Regions from separate parts of the Sus scrofa genome. Here regions 2 and 3 are each linked to region 1. The links are chromatin contacts, called in public Hi-C maps. All regions are on one chromosome and are shown on one strand. The core of a region is the stretch at or near the end of the contact, and the rest is flanking DNA. Distances in the headings are between cores, read along the strand shown. Region 1 overlaps LIMCH1 (LIM and calponin homology domains-containing protein 1). Region 2 overlaps LIMCH1 (LIM and calponin homology domains-containing protein 1). Region 3 overlaps LIMCH1 (LIM and calponin homology domains-containing protein 1).

Evidence for each region. A called contact is a pair of places that touch in the nucleus more often than the background predicts.
Region 2: a contact with region 1 is called in a Hi-C map of liver, with 7 times the contacts expected there. The contact joins two enhancer-like sites. A contact is called at or near these places in 5 of 47 Hi-C or Micro-C datasets (adipocytes, liver and skeletal muscle) and 1 of 2 datasets of contacts at active chromatin or transcription factors (skeletal muscle).
Region 3: a contact with region 1 is called in a Hi-C map of liver, with 2.1 times the contacts expected there. The contact joins two enhancer-like sites. A contact is called at or near these places in 3 of 47 Hi-C or Micro-C datasets (fibroblasts and liver).

The regions. Positions count from the first base shown.
Region 1 is chr8:32,578,015-32,582,407 of Sscrofa11.1, forward strand. All of the region lies in intron 2 of LIMCH1 (LIM and calponin homology domains-containing protein 1), which reads left to right. Among named protein-coding and RNA genes, the nearest start is that of LIMCH1, 150 kb to the left of the region's middle. Within about 2 kb of position 1,922, at least 14 of the 83 cell types and tissues checked have an H3K27ac peak or open chromatin away from gene starts, as enhancers often do. A contact at or near this core is called in liver, where this site is marked.
Region 2 is chr8:32,505,978-32,510,370 of Sscrofa11.1, forward strand. The region is part of intron 1 of LIMCH1 (LIM and calponin homology domains-containing protein 1); the gene reads left to right. Among named protein-coding and RNA genes, the nearest start is that of LIMCH1, 75 kb to the left of the region's middle. Within about 2 kb of position 1,979, at least 9 of the 83 cell types and tissues checked have an H3K27ac peak or open chromatin away from gene starts, as enhancers often do. A contact at or near this core is called in liver, where this site is marked.
Region 3 is chr8:32,647,207-32,651,599 of Sscrofa11.1, forward strand. All of the region lies in intron 3 of LIMCH1 (LIM and calponin homology domains-containing protein 1), which reads left to right. Among named protein-coding and RNA genes, the nearest start is that of PHOX2B, 200 kb to the right of the region's middle. Within about 2 kb of position 1,790, at least 9 of the 83 cell types and tissues checked have an H3K27ac peak or open chromatin away from gene starts, as enhancers often do. A contact at or near this core is called in liver, where this site is marked.

The DNA of each region.
Region 1 (4,393 bases), core at 672-3,171:
GTGTGACACGTGTCATGCTGTTAGAAACGTTAAGTGACTAGTGTGTTGTGTACTTGGCGACTTAAGAGTTTAAAAGGAAGGCTGCAAAGACCCTTCCCCAGGGAAGTTGCTCCCAGCGTGGAGCCCCTGATGCCTGCCATCTATGTCCCCGCACCCAGATCAGATAGACTTGTGAAATAATTCCTGAAAGGAAGGATTCTGACCTGTTTTCCTGGCTAAGACTTTATTACATAGATAGAGCTCTATGGAATTCCATCTCTATCAGGAGTTGACACATCCTGGCCCTTGGCTTATTTTTGTGCAGGTCCTCCTTCTTGTGAAGAATGGTTTTAATTTATTTTTATTTTTATTTATTTTCTTCCCTTTTTAGGGCGGCATATGGAAGTTCCCAGTCTAGGGATCAAAGTGGAGCTACCGTAACCTGCCTACACCACAGCTACAGGAATGCCAGATCCGAGCCACATCTGTGACCTACATTGCAACACCAGATCCTTAACCCACTGAGCAAGGCTAGGAATCGAACCCACATACTCATGGATACGAGTTGTGTTCATAATCCGCTGAGCCACAATGAGAACTCCCAAAGAATGGTTTTTACATTTTTAAAGAGTTGTCACAAAAACCAAAACAAATTAAGACAAGAGTTTGTATGGGGCTCGCAGAGCCTAAAATCTTTACTACCTGGTCCTTTTTAGAAAAAATTTGCCAGCTCATTAGGACTACGGGTTTAATTTTTGTTGTAAATTGTTTGCCTGCATGAAGTCAAGTAGTTGCGTTTGGGCAGTGCAAAGTGCTCTTTGGGTAAATCAAATACCCTTTCAAAAAAGGTTTTCTCAGGAGTTTTTTTTTAACAAGCCCCACCCCCTCCTTTTTTATTTTGAAAAAAATTTATGTGTATAGAAAAGCGATAAGAATAATGTAATGATTTTTATCCATATACCCTATAGCTCTATGCAAATAGTCCAGGAAAGAGAGGTACATATAGAAAGAGAGAAAGCTAGTATAGCAAACTGGTAATGATATTTGTATCTGGTTGTAGGATATATGCTCTACCTTCTTCTCGGTGGTTTGGTTTCTCATCTTCACCCCCACCCTTTTCTTTCTTTCTAGTTTTTGTCCAAATGTATATGTTTAACAAAAGCCAGTTTAAGTCCTTCTATGGAGAGCATAGTGGAAAGTGAATGGATTTGGGAACTCCTAGCTTGCGTCCTGTGACGTTTATGGGTAGAGCAAAAACAGATCACGGGATTTCCTATGCTTCGACCTAGTGGACAGTCCAGATCCTAGGTTCACTTCCGGTGTGTCCTCAAGCAAATTACTCCACCTCCTTGAGCCCCAGTTGCCTCCAGTGTGAATGTCGAATGTCGTCGTGCCTAATTCATTGGGTCGTACAGAGGAGTAAATTAACTGATAATGTGTTTAAAACTCTTGAGTGTTTGGAACACAAGAGGCACTTATGTGTTCACTTTCTCCTTCTGTCCATGAAATGGGGACGATTCCTCCGTGTAAGTTCCCTGAGGCAGGCCAGGGAGAGAAGATGTAAAGTATTCAGCAGTGTCTGGCACTAGGTTGGGACTCCGGATCTCTCGCTCTTTTTATTCTTATTGTTGGAAATAATCCCAACGTCAATTATAAGAATGACACAGTCCATGCAACTCTGGACAGTCCATGCAACTCTGGGTCGCTGTACACCCATCAGCTCTCTCACCAGGTTGCCAGCAAGCCACAGGATGAACCAGTTGGGAGTTTACTTTCCAGCTTCTCTGGCTCGGCCTGTGATCAAAAGCTGGGCAAGAACATTTGGGTCCCTTACAAACTTGATCATCTGTGAATAATGAACTTTGGCTGGCAGAGCTCAAGGCCTAGAGCGATTGTTTTGAAAACAGTGGCCTTGACCTCTGGGGTGACGTCATTTCCTCCTGCTCCCTCCAGTCTGTTGTGATTTCTTTCACTGGGAAGCTGTTCCAAAACCCTCCAGGCAGAGTTAGTGGGTCTCTCTGCGGCAGCTAAATACCTGGACCCCCTCTGTGCTAGTGCTTATCACCTTGTCCCACAACTGCCTCCTGTACCAGATCGAAAGCTTCCTAAAGACCTCTTCTATTTATCTTTGGATTTGCCCCATTGGACACGGGTCTGGTGCATAATACAGCTGTTACAAAGAGTTGTTGGATAAACTGAGACCATTAGTAAGAGTTCTGCCCAGGCAATCTAATCACCAGTGACCTTAACTTTCTCCCAGTCTTTGCTGTCATCATCAATATTACCCTCTAGCTTTCTACCTTCTCCCCTTCTCTCCTTTCCTTCCTTTGACTCCCATCTCACTCCCCCCCACCCCACCCCCACACACATACAATTTTACATGAAGAATGATCCCATTCCTGAAGACTGGGAGTTCAGAGGATGGAAGTATTTCTTTCTTCACATGTAAGATCCTCCGTTCTAGCTCTATCTTCTTAGGGGTCGCAGAGGCAAACGTCTGGGTTTTCTTCTGCAAACACATTTTAGTGGAATGCAAAGTCCAAGTATGTTGGTCTGCAAATGAGTGACCAATAAAGAATGTCTTAGTGGATTTTTGTCCCGGTTCTTATGTTGCTGAAATAATTTTCTGAAGATAAGAAATCTGTTGGCAAACACTTGCTTATATCATCGCTGATGAATGAGCTGCTTATTCTAAGGAGGAGGGCTTGTCTTAGATTCTTGTCCTGATTTCGACATAAGATGTGGTGTGCCATGGACATGCGCCCTTCTTCCCGGACGGGTTGGGAGTTGATGGCATAGCTTTCCTTGGAGACTTTTTGTCCTTTGGAGGACTTATTGGATATCAACTATGTCCTGCACGGCCCTACATCAGGCACTGAAGGGCATAAAAAGGGAATGGAAGGCTTGATCCTTGATCTTCGAGAGATTTATAATGTGCTTGAGGACTAAACATACAGACAAAGCAGTTGTTACAGTGAAAACCAGTGTATGAGTCAATGAAGAAGTGACCTAAGTTGAATTCCTAAGCTTTGATAAGAAGTTAAATAAGGGGAGATTGTTGTAGTTTTTTTTCCAGGGTTTATGTAGTTTTATTTTTATTATTTTTGTTAAAGATTTTTATATTTTCTATTATAGCTGATTTACAATATTCTGTCAATTTTTGCTATACAGCAAAGTGACCCAGTCATACATATATAGATACCCACACACACACACACACACACACACATTCTTTTTCTCACATTATCCTCCAAAGATTGTTGCAGTTTTGGAAACAGTTATTGGAGAGCTGTTACACCAAGTGAATTTTAGTTAAGATGAGAGTAGGCTGAGGGAAAGAGAAGGGACAAAAGCAGAGTGAAGTTTGGGGACAGGAATGAGGATGCTTTGTTTGGCAAACATAGAGGAGATCTGCCGGGTGGGGGGGAGAGAGACATCTTTTTCTTCATCCAACTAGCCTTTTTAAGAAGCTGCTTCCAGGTGTGGCAAGTTCCTATAAAGATGAGTAAACTATGGGAGTTCCCGTCGTGGCTCAGTGGTTAACGAATCCGACTAGGAACCATGAGGTTGCGGGTCCAGTCCCTGGCCTTGCTCAGTGGGTTAAGGATCTGGCACTCCCGTGAGCTGTGGTGTAGGTTGCAGACGCGGCTCGGATCCTGCGTTGCTGTTGCTGTGGCTGTGGTGTAGGCCGGCGGCTACAGCTCCGATTGGATCCCTAGCCTGGGAACCTCCATTTGCCGCGGGTGCAGCCCAAGAAATGACAAAAAGACAAAAAAAAAAAAAAAAAAAAAAAAAAAAAAAGTAAACTCTGCCGTAGTGTCATGTAATAGGGGTGCCCTAATTGGATCCGGGATCTAAATCCTGAGCCTATGTGAGATACTAACTTCGTGTTCCCTTGAGGAAGTGGCCTTTAGGTGGAGACCTGAACAAAGAGCAGAAATTAGCCAGGAAAGAAGAAAGAGAGATACACATAGGGAGGAAAACATGTTCTAGCTGAGAAAATAACGCATTTGAACTCCTTGAGGTGTTAGAGGAGTTGCAAGAAGGCTTACTTGGTGAAAATGTCGCAAACAGGGAGGATGATGATACGAGATGAGGGTAGATGGAGAAGAAAAGTCGGCAGGTCCAATTGCCCAGGGCCTTATACATCATAGGAGGAAATTTGGGGTGTTTTCTCCAGAGCAATGGAAATGAGGAGGATATAAAAGGGATCCACAGAACTTGCTAGGGTATAGGGATAGATGAATGAAAGGAAAGACTCAAAAAATCCCTTGAACATTTCAGTTGCTAATGCCAGGCAGGGTGGACCCTTGGTGTGAGCTGGAAGGGATCCTCTGTTTGATGGGAGAGGTTATGCTTTCAGTTTGGATAGACTGAGTTTGCGATACCCAGGCAGAGAATCTCAGAGGCTGTT
Region 2 (4,393 bases), core at 729-3,228, 72 kb before region 1:
ATATGGAGGTGCCTAGCCTAGGGGTCAAGTCGGAGCTATAGCCTCTGGCTTATTCCACAGTCACTGCAACGCCAGATCCAAGCCGCATCTTTGATCTACACCACAGCTCATGGCAACACCAGATCCTTAACCCACTGAGCGAGGCCAGGGATTGAACCTGTATCCTCATGGATGCTAGTCAGGTTCGTTTCCACTGCGCCATGATGGGAACTCCCAGTTTACTTGTTTTAATACAGAGAGATAATGCCTTCTAATGGCTTCATGTCTGTAAAGGGTTGTGATGCCATGAATGGTCCCAGCCTTATGTTTTGCCCTGTTTCTCTTCCCATTGGCACAGTTTCTACCCTCATTTTCATTACTCTCTGGGGATCTCTTTCCTACCACCCTATCTCTATTTCTGTTACCTGCTACCTCTGTTACCTGCTGTTTTTAAACCAATTATATTGACTTCGAGTTCTTCATCCTGAAGACTGGTTGTCCATGGGACACTGGCTTGGACCACCAATTGCCAAACTCAAAAAACAGTTACCTACCAAGCACACTGCCTTTTTTTACCCATTCGTCATGTCACAGGCTTTTCTGGGATTCTGCCACATATGCAGACACTTAAATGTCTAGTTTCATGGCTGTTTCAGAGAATGGGGGTTTGTAGACAGCTGAGAGCTGGATGTCTGAGGTGCTGCTGTTTTTAGGAACATTTATGTCCATGTGAATAGTTTCGATCTGAAACCGCGCCTAACTATGAAATCTGAGAGAGTGAAAAGATTCCTATAAAATTCCAGGTGAGTCTGAGGTCTTTTTATGGTATGCATATAAAAAGGGTTTTTCTACATTCTTCTGTGTAATAGCGAAAGATGTATTTCATATTGATGTTTCACAGGAGATGTTAGTGAAATTTATGAATCATAACCATATCCTGGTCATTTTACTTTAGAAATATTACCTGCTTAGAGTAATTCTGGTAACTCAGTCTTTTGAAGGTTCCCTACATATGACTGCCTTCTACAGTGGAGGAGAGGTTTGGAAAGGGTTGTTTTCTTGGTGCAAAGGATCTAATATGTACTGCAGTTGGCGCCACACAGAATTGTCATTTCCTGGCAGGGGCTGTCCCCTTTAGACTTGGAGTTGGCACAGAAACATCATTGCTTAAGAGAGCCAGCCCATTCCTGAGTGCAGTTTGACAGGTCTTTGTAAACAAACTCCTTCAGCCTTGTTGAAATAAGGGACCATCTCAGCCCTCCCAGGTACAGTTCACAGTTATTGAGCAATTGTTGGCTTCCCTTTCATCTAAAATCATCATTGCAGGTAGGATGCTGGGTTACAAATTGCATCCACCTATACTCTTGGTACACAAAAGCACACCTGCCTGATGTTTTCTATGACATTCCAATGAGCTCGCACCTCTCATGAAGATGTGGCGAGTCAGGCTCCGCCCCCAATGCCTCGCCCAGTTCCCGGGCACAGAAAGCGGAGTGCCGTTCACACTGGGGGAATCAATGGATGAATGAGTTTTGATACCTCGAGCTTCCGATTGAGCATCAAAGAAAGGGGCCAGACCTCATTTATTTTACATCTGAGCCTTTCTTGGACAGTTTGGGGAGAGAGAGGTTTTGACACTGATGGCTTGAGATCATTGGAATCTTTGGAGCCTTTCCATTGCCCCTCCTGCTCTTTTCCTCTTTCTACCATGAACTGTCTGGGGTCTTCCTGTCTGCGCTATTCATTTCTCCGGACTCACGGGAAGGCCCTGTCATGGGCATTTTAAGTACTGCATGGATTTTGTCCTCAAAGTAAAGCTTCCTTTGCCAGCTCACACATGATGGATTTTGTTTTCCTCCTGCCCGAGGGTCAAGAGAGTGAGCATTTTTGTATTTATCAGTCTGCCTGGCCATTTCCTCCCTCCTCCCCTGCTGCCCTCTCCCTGTCTTGTGCAAGAACTCAGTGGGTCCGGTGCAGTGACCTCCTCGGGGTCAGACCCAATTCTGGAAGCCTTTGTGTGCTCATTTCCTTAAATAAGTGGAAGGTAAAATGTTTGAAAGCAGGGCAGCTGTGGGCTGTTCCAAAACATTGATGCTGGTTGTTTGTTTTTCTGGATTTTAACAAAGGAGTTTTTTGCCAGAAGACCTTTGCACTCCTGCTCATACCACCACCACCCCCCAAGGTACAAAAATACATAGCAAAAATAAAACAGAAGCCAGACTTAGGGCTATCTTACCAAAACAGGACTCCTTCCTTCTTTAGACTGTACAAACAAATGAGTTCCCCAGTTAAGTTTCAATCAATCATTCCTGATGAATTCAGTGCAAGTTTGGCTTTATCTTTAACTCAGACCACATTGTCTAGTCCTTGGGGCTTAGCTCTGTTTTCTCACCTTGTTTACCCACCAAATGGTGAGTCCCTTTGGAAAAAAAGAATAGTTTACTGTTGGGTTCCACCCCACCCCCCACCTTCCCGTGTGTTCAGCAGTTAGAAAAAAAATCTCTCTGAAATGTGTGCAGGGGGATAATAAGCCGTTTTCCTTGGGTGGTCTTAACAGCTCCATGGCTAGATTGCTCTGAAATTGAGATTCTCAAAGGTGACCTCTTGATGGGGCAGGGGGACTGCTGACTTTCTAACCTTTGGGAGGGAAGGGGACACAGCAGTGGGGGAGACAGCGTGGAGGAGCGGTAAAGAACAGAATTCTGAGGCCTTGAATCTTGGCTCTGCCTCTTCCCAAAAGAGGACCTTGGGCAAGTCCCTTAGCCTCCATGCCCTAGCAGGGTAATGGGAGCGCAGGTAATAGTCCTCAGGCCATATTATAGTGATTGAAGGACTTAGCATGTCTTAGGCACTTAGAACAGAGCCTGACACTTAGTAACTGTGTTTCTTAGAGAAAGTAAAAAGAACTGGAGGTGGGATAATGCCAGGACAAATTGGCGTCAAGAACTCCAGGGGAGGGGATTGATTTCAAATAAGAGATAATTGGCGGGAATAAAAGTGGCAGAGACAGCCAGTAATTGAGGAGCCAAAGGTAGACAATAGGGAGTTCCCTTTGTGGCTCAGTGGCTAACGAACCCGACTGGGATCCATGAGGTGGTGGGTTCCATCCCTGGCCTTGCTCAGTGGGTTAAGGATCTGGCATTGCCACGAGCTATGGTGTAGACTGCAGATGCAGCTCCAATTCGACCCCTAGCCTGGGAACTTCCACATGCTGCAGGTGCAGCCCTAAAATGCCAAACAACAACAACAATAAAAATGAAAAATAAAAAAAAGGTAGACAATAAGGTGACTATCTGGAGACACTAAGCGGCTTCTAGCTATTCAGGTGTGCGACCTCAAGCAAGTCGCTTAACCTCCCCATGTGTAAAAGATGACAGTCTTTTAGGTTCATTGCAACTCCAGAAATCCAAGGACCTAGCGTCCATGGTTAGTGATGTCCTAGGAGCCGAAGCTGGAGCATGGTTTCACGTAGGGTCAAGGAAAGATGATAGAGTTTACACCCGGTGTCTGAGCCATTTTCAGAGTGTGACTGTGAAGAAAGCATCACTGTGGGAAAGGCTGAGACCTGGAGGCATGGGGTTGAATGGCGTCATGATGATAGCGGCTCACTGCTGCCCAAGACTTTCATAGGTTTCTTGTGTGTATTCTTCCCATCCCCTCTCAAGCATCTGGTGCCATTTCCTACTTTTTGACCTTTCCTTTTCTAAGTTGCACATGGAAGGGCCTTGTTTAAAATCGCTCTCCTCGGGAAGGAAGAGAGTGGTGAGCTTACAACACTAGCAGCAACATAAAAAGCAGGTGCCAGTCCTCCGGATGAGTTCCAGCAAAGGGAGAATGCTTAAGTGGATTGCTGAAATCGTTCTGCCTAACTTGGTGGCATATTTTTGATATTATAATATTATAGTCCATCTGCATACCATTTTCTTATGGGTATTTTTTTTTGAGGGGGGCAGCGGACAGCTTTATTGTTCTCATTTTCCCCGTGGGCTCTTTAAATATTTCTATTTTACAAAGCAGCATTTGTTTTTGGTTTGTTTTTGTTTGCTTCTAGTGCTCTGACCCTGGATTGCTTGAATGTAAATTGATTGTGTTTAGCCACTGAGTGAAGGGTTCTCATTTCTGAGGAACAAACCTGTTATTCTGGCTTAAGATATGCAAACAGACTGTTCTCTACAGATTTCAGTATCTTTGAGAGGTGATGCTGACTACTCTGGCCTTTGGCAGCAAGATTTAAACACATATTCACCTTGGTTATAATAATATTTGTATCAGGTTGCGGTAAGACAGTGTTCCCAGATTTGAACCCAGAAAGAATTATGAAAGGAAAGTGCCTTCAATAGGCATGGTCATTCCACCTGTAGTCATCATGTTTTCCTTTCTTGGTTTTATTTTTTAAAGAATTTTTTTTTTCTTT
Region 3 (4,393 bases), core at 540-3,039, 69 kb after region 1:
ATGATCTACAGACCAAAAGCTCTTCTTAAGGACTTATTTTTATTTTTGCTCTTTAGGGCTGTACCTCCACTGTATGGAGGAGGTTCCCAGGCTAGGGGTTGAATCAGAGCTATAGCTGCTGGCCTCCACCACAGCCGCAGCAACTCGGGATCCTAGCTGTGTCTGGGACCTACACCACAGCTCACGGCAATGCCGGATCCCTGACCCACTCAGCGAGGCCAGAGATCGAACCCGCCTCCTCATGGATACTAGTCAGATGCATTTCTGCTGCACCACAACAGGAACTCCTCCTTAAGGAATTCATATATCATACTTACTTCTCATAACAAGCCTATTATCTCTAGTAATATTAATAATAATATTACTAACCCCATTTTACAGATGAGAACAGGAGCATGGAGAGGTGAGGTAACTTCTCCTAGATGGTAGACCTCGAATTAGAACTCAAGCGGTTGACTCTAGAAGCTTCTCGGATTCATTTGTTCTGCCGGCAGAACTGGGGATAGAACTCAACTCATGGCTATTTCCAACTTTCTGTAGAAAGGAATTCTGGTTCCTACATAAGCCTTGTTGCTCAAGGTCATTATAATGAAAAATAAAGATCTGCTTTTTTGTTGTTGTTGTTGCAATTCAGGAAGATTTATTCAGAAAATATTTATTGAGTACATCGTATGGTTAAAGGTGCTGGGTTCTGTGGGGGAGTACAAAGAGAGAGATGATCCCCGCTTTGTCCTCCAAAAAATGAATGTATTGTATTCCTGAAACTTCGCAGTGACGTGAATAGCAGGAATGATGTCAGTTTCACTATAAACCATTGAGTCCTTAGGAAATCTGCATTACTTGGAGGGTAAATTGTTTCTATTAAAAACAAACAAGAGAATACTGTATGAGGAAAGAATGTCTCCAAATTAGATCTTGGGAAAATGATGAAAGTGACTGAACTGTGCCGAAAAGCTTGTGTGCGTTTACAGTGATTTTGTTTTCAAATCGTCACCGTTCTGTCCTAAGTGAGGCTCAATCAGCCATCTAAGCCAAGATTTCCTTGGTTTATGCCTAGTGGTGTGACTGCTCTTCCATCATGGGTTGACATCTTAAGAAAGAAGGTTAGAAGTAACTTAACTCCCAGAAGGGACTTAGCTTCTTCTGTCCTTTTTTTTCCCCCCTCGAGCTGGTATGCGTCTTGCGTCTGTGTTCTTGTTCCAAACAGTCTTAATGGTTTTCAGAATTTCCCTTGTCTCATAGTAAAAAAAATACCACTTAGCTTTGATATCTTTCACTAAAAAGAATTCCATGATGTTTTACAAGGTCCGCGGATCTGTTACCACTAGTCTGTTTGGCGTGGTAAACAGTTAAATCTCCAAATCCCAGATAAGCGGTGTTGAGAAAGGGAGAAGCAGGCATTTTGGCTCTTGCTTCTGGGACTGGAGTTACGACATGTGCCATGGGAGCTTAGGAATCAGAGTTTCTTTCCAGCCTGTGCTGTCCTGAAGCTGGACCAGAGTAGGTGTCACATTCCCATGTGTGTCCCCACACTCTCACAACATCCAAGACGATGATGACAACAGCTACAAGCAGCTATATTTGGGGACATACCCTGTGTCCCAGGCAAAATGCTATGTCCTTGGGAATTTCTTATTTAATCCTCACAAGAATAGATGGAGGTGTTTTTCTTCCTCTTTCACAGATAAGAAAAGTTGTCTGAGGTCACGAAATGAGTAAGACAGAGGCAGGGTTCAAACCAATGGGTGTCTCACCCCATCCCTGAACCCTGAACCCTGAACCACTGAGAGGTCATGGAGAGGTCATGCCATGTGCCTGGAAGCAGTTGTTGTGAGGCTTTGAGGGTGGGGAAGGGAAGACTGAGGAAACACGTGAGGAAATCTCAAAATACTGCAGGAAAGTCAGGTGGAAGACAGCCTAAGCATGATGTCGGCAGTTTCACGGAGGTGCAATTAGAACCAATGAGGAAAAATGGCCCAAGAGAAGAAAGCGTTTTCTATTGCATTCAGAGTTATCCCAAAATGGGCTGAAGAGCATCAACGCTCAGTCACTTCTTCATCAAAGAAGCCTTTCCGGCTCAGGCTGGACAGCTCCCCGGTGTGGATTCAACCATTGTCCATCCTCTAATTCTTTGACTCCAACCAGTAATGCACTAATAAGTGCCCCAAAGTGCCCAGTAAAATAGTTGCCTACTCAGACTTCTCTGTTCTTAAACCTGCTGTTCCTTTCCACAAGGTCAGGGAACTACCACAGGCTCTGCCAAATGGTCTCTCATGGCATTGGACTGATAGGTATACACAGGTTCTGCCCAAGACAGAACCCAGAGGGTCCGGGTGGGGGGCTTGCCTGGGTGTGGACTCTGGCTCAGCCACTTGCTGTGATGCTGCATGCTGAAGATACTAATCCTCTCTGTGCTTTGGTTTCCTCATACATTATGCAATAAACAGGATAATATTAAAATGGAAGTGTTTTCAGGATTCATGCATTAACACATTTAAAGCCCTCAAAACAGTGCCTGGCTTGTTTTGGGTCATCAGTGTTCGTTTCATAAGTGTGATGTGCTTTTGACTTGCTCTCAGCCGAATAAGTGAAGCATTCATTCAATAATAACCATGACAAGCTCAACAATAGAAACAATAATAGTTGTGAGTTATAGTTATAAGCCAGAATTAAATTCCAGAGCCCACACTTTTAACCGCCTGCTCAGTGTTGGGTACTAGCTGAAGAGCGCCTCCTGAACTATCTCATTTATTCCTCAGGAAAAGCTGGTGGGTACATTTTGTTGCATTTTGCAGGTAAGGAACCTGGGACTTAGAGAGGTTAAATCTTGTCCAGTATCACCAACAAGTGGGAAAGGCAAGATTAGAAGCCAGGTTTTTCTGCTTATCTTTGGATATATTTCTACCCCCATGAATTTGTCCTAACCCCTTTTAAAAACTCCATGATAAAGTGGCATCAGAAATGATTATAAGTTGGTTTCACTTTGTAGGTAATGTCTTTAAGATTTGCAGCTCTGACATTTATTTAACTGAGGCAGTAAAATGGCATTTGAGAACAATGATCTATAGGAATCAGTATTTACAACTGAAAATGATGGTGAAATTACAGACACACTACAAAGAAAGCTTTCCTACCACTTTACAATACATCATGTGATTGGAAAATAATGTTTTAAAAATTGTCAAGACTGAGCCTTGGCTGGCTAATTCTACACACTGTTTGAAACACCAGGATTGCAGGACAAGAATTTCACAGTCCCTTGGAATGGGGTGTCATGGAATTCGACCCACGCGGACACTGAGTTTGTGTATTCAAACTCTGGTGACATAATGCTCTACTTATTTTTGGATCTGAGTTTCTTCAAACACCAATGTTAGAAAAATACCCTAAAATGGATTATTTCTTCTGGCTTTCCTTCAGAAAGACTGAGTAAGAAAAATGGGATGCTGCTAAAATGGGCCCAAATGTTGATGAAATGTCCATGGATGTTGTAGGATATGATCGGATGTGAATTGCCTTTCTTGTCATAAATTAGAGCCAGGGCTATGAGTCTAGGTGTTGGCATTTCCTACAAAGAGTAAAGAACTGTTGAAAGAGGATGCTTGACTTTGAAATCGATTGCAAGGATAAACATTTTAAAGTATTTTCTTAAATTCTCGGTCTTTGAGACATGTTATCTACATTTCTTTTCAGATTACCTTGCCTGTCCTTGCTTACTGGCAAGCTCACTCAATTTTTCTTCTCTTTCCTCCATTTGTGTTTGTATTTCCAGTTTCTCATTCTGTCGACCTTCCAGATAAGGTTGTAATGAAAATATAAACTGAATATAGTAGAGAAATGTGCTAAGTAGCTAAAAAAAACAAGTTTACGCTTCTCATCATTGTACTAAAAAAGGAATTGTCCACCCAGGGAAAGAGAGAATTGGTTGAATAAATGTCTGAGCCCAAACCAGCATAGATAACTGTTTAATAATTGTCTTTGTTTCTTATGATTAATACTGCCGTATCTCTCTTAATCTGTTTGAGAGATGCAGGAGTGAGACAGATAAAATTCAAAATACTCGCTTTCTTTCTTTCTTTTTTTGTCTTTTTGCCTTTTCTAGGGCCGATCCTCCAGCATACGGAGGTTCCCAGGCTGAGGGTCTAATTGGAGCTGTAGCTGCTGGCCTATGCCAGAGCCACAGCAATGCAGGATCTGAGCTGTGTCAGCGACCTACACCACAGCTCATGGCAATGCCGGATCCTTAACCCACTGAGCAAGGCCAGGGATCGAACCCGAAACCTCATGGTTCCTAGTCAGATTCGTTAACTGCTGAGCCATAACGGGAACTCCTCGTTTTCTTACTGATAGGAGCTGGACTGAAGAATATGACTTGGGGCTGGCAAGTATGCTT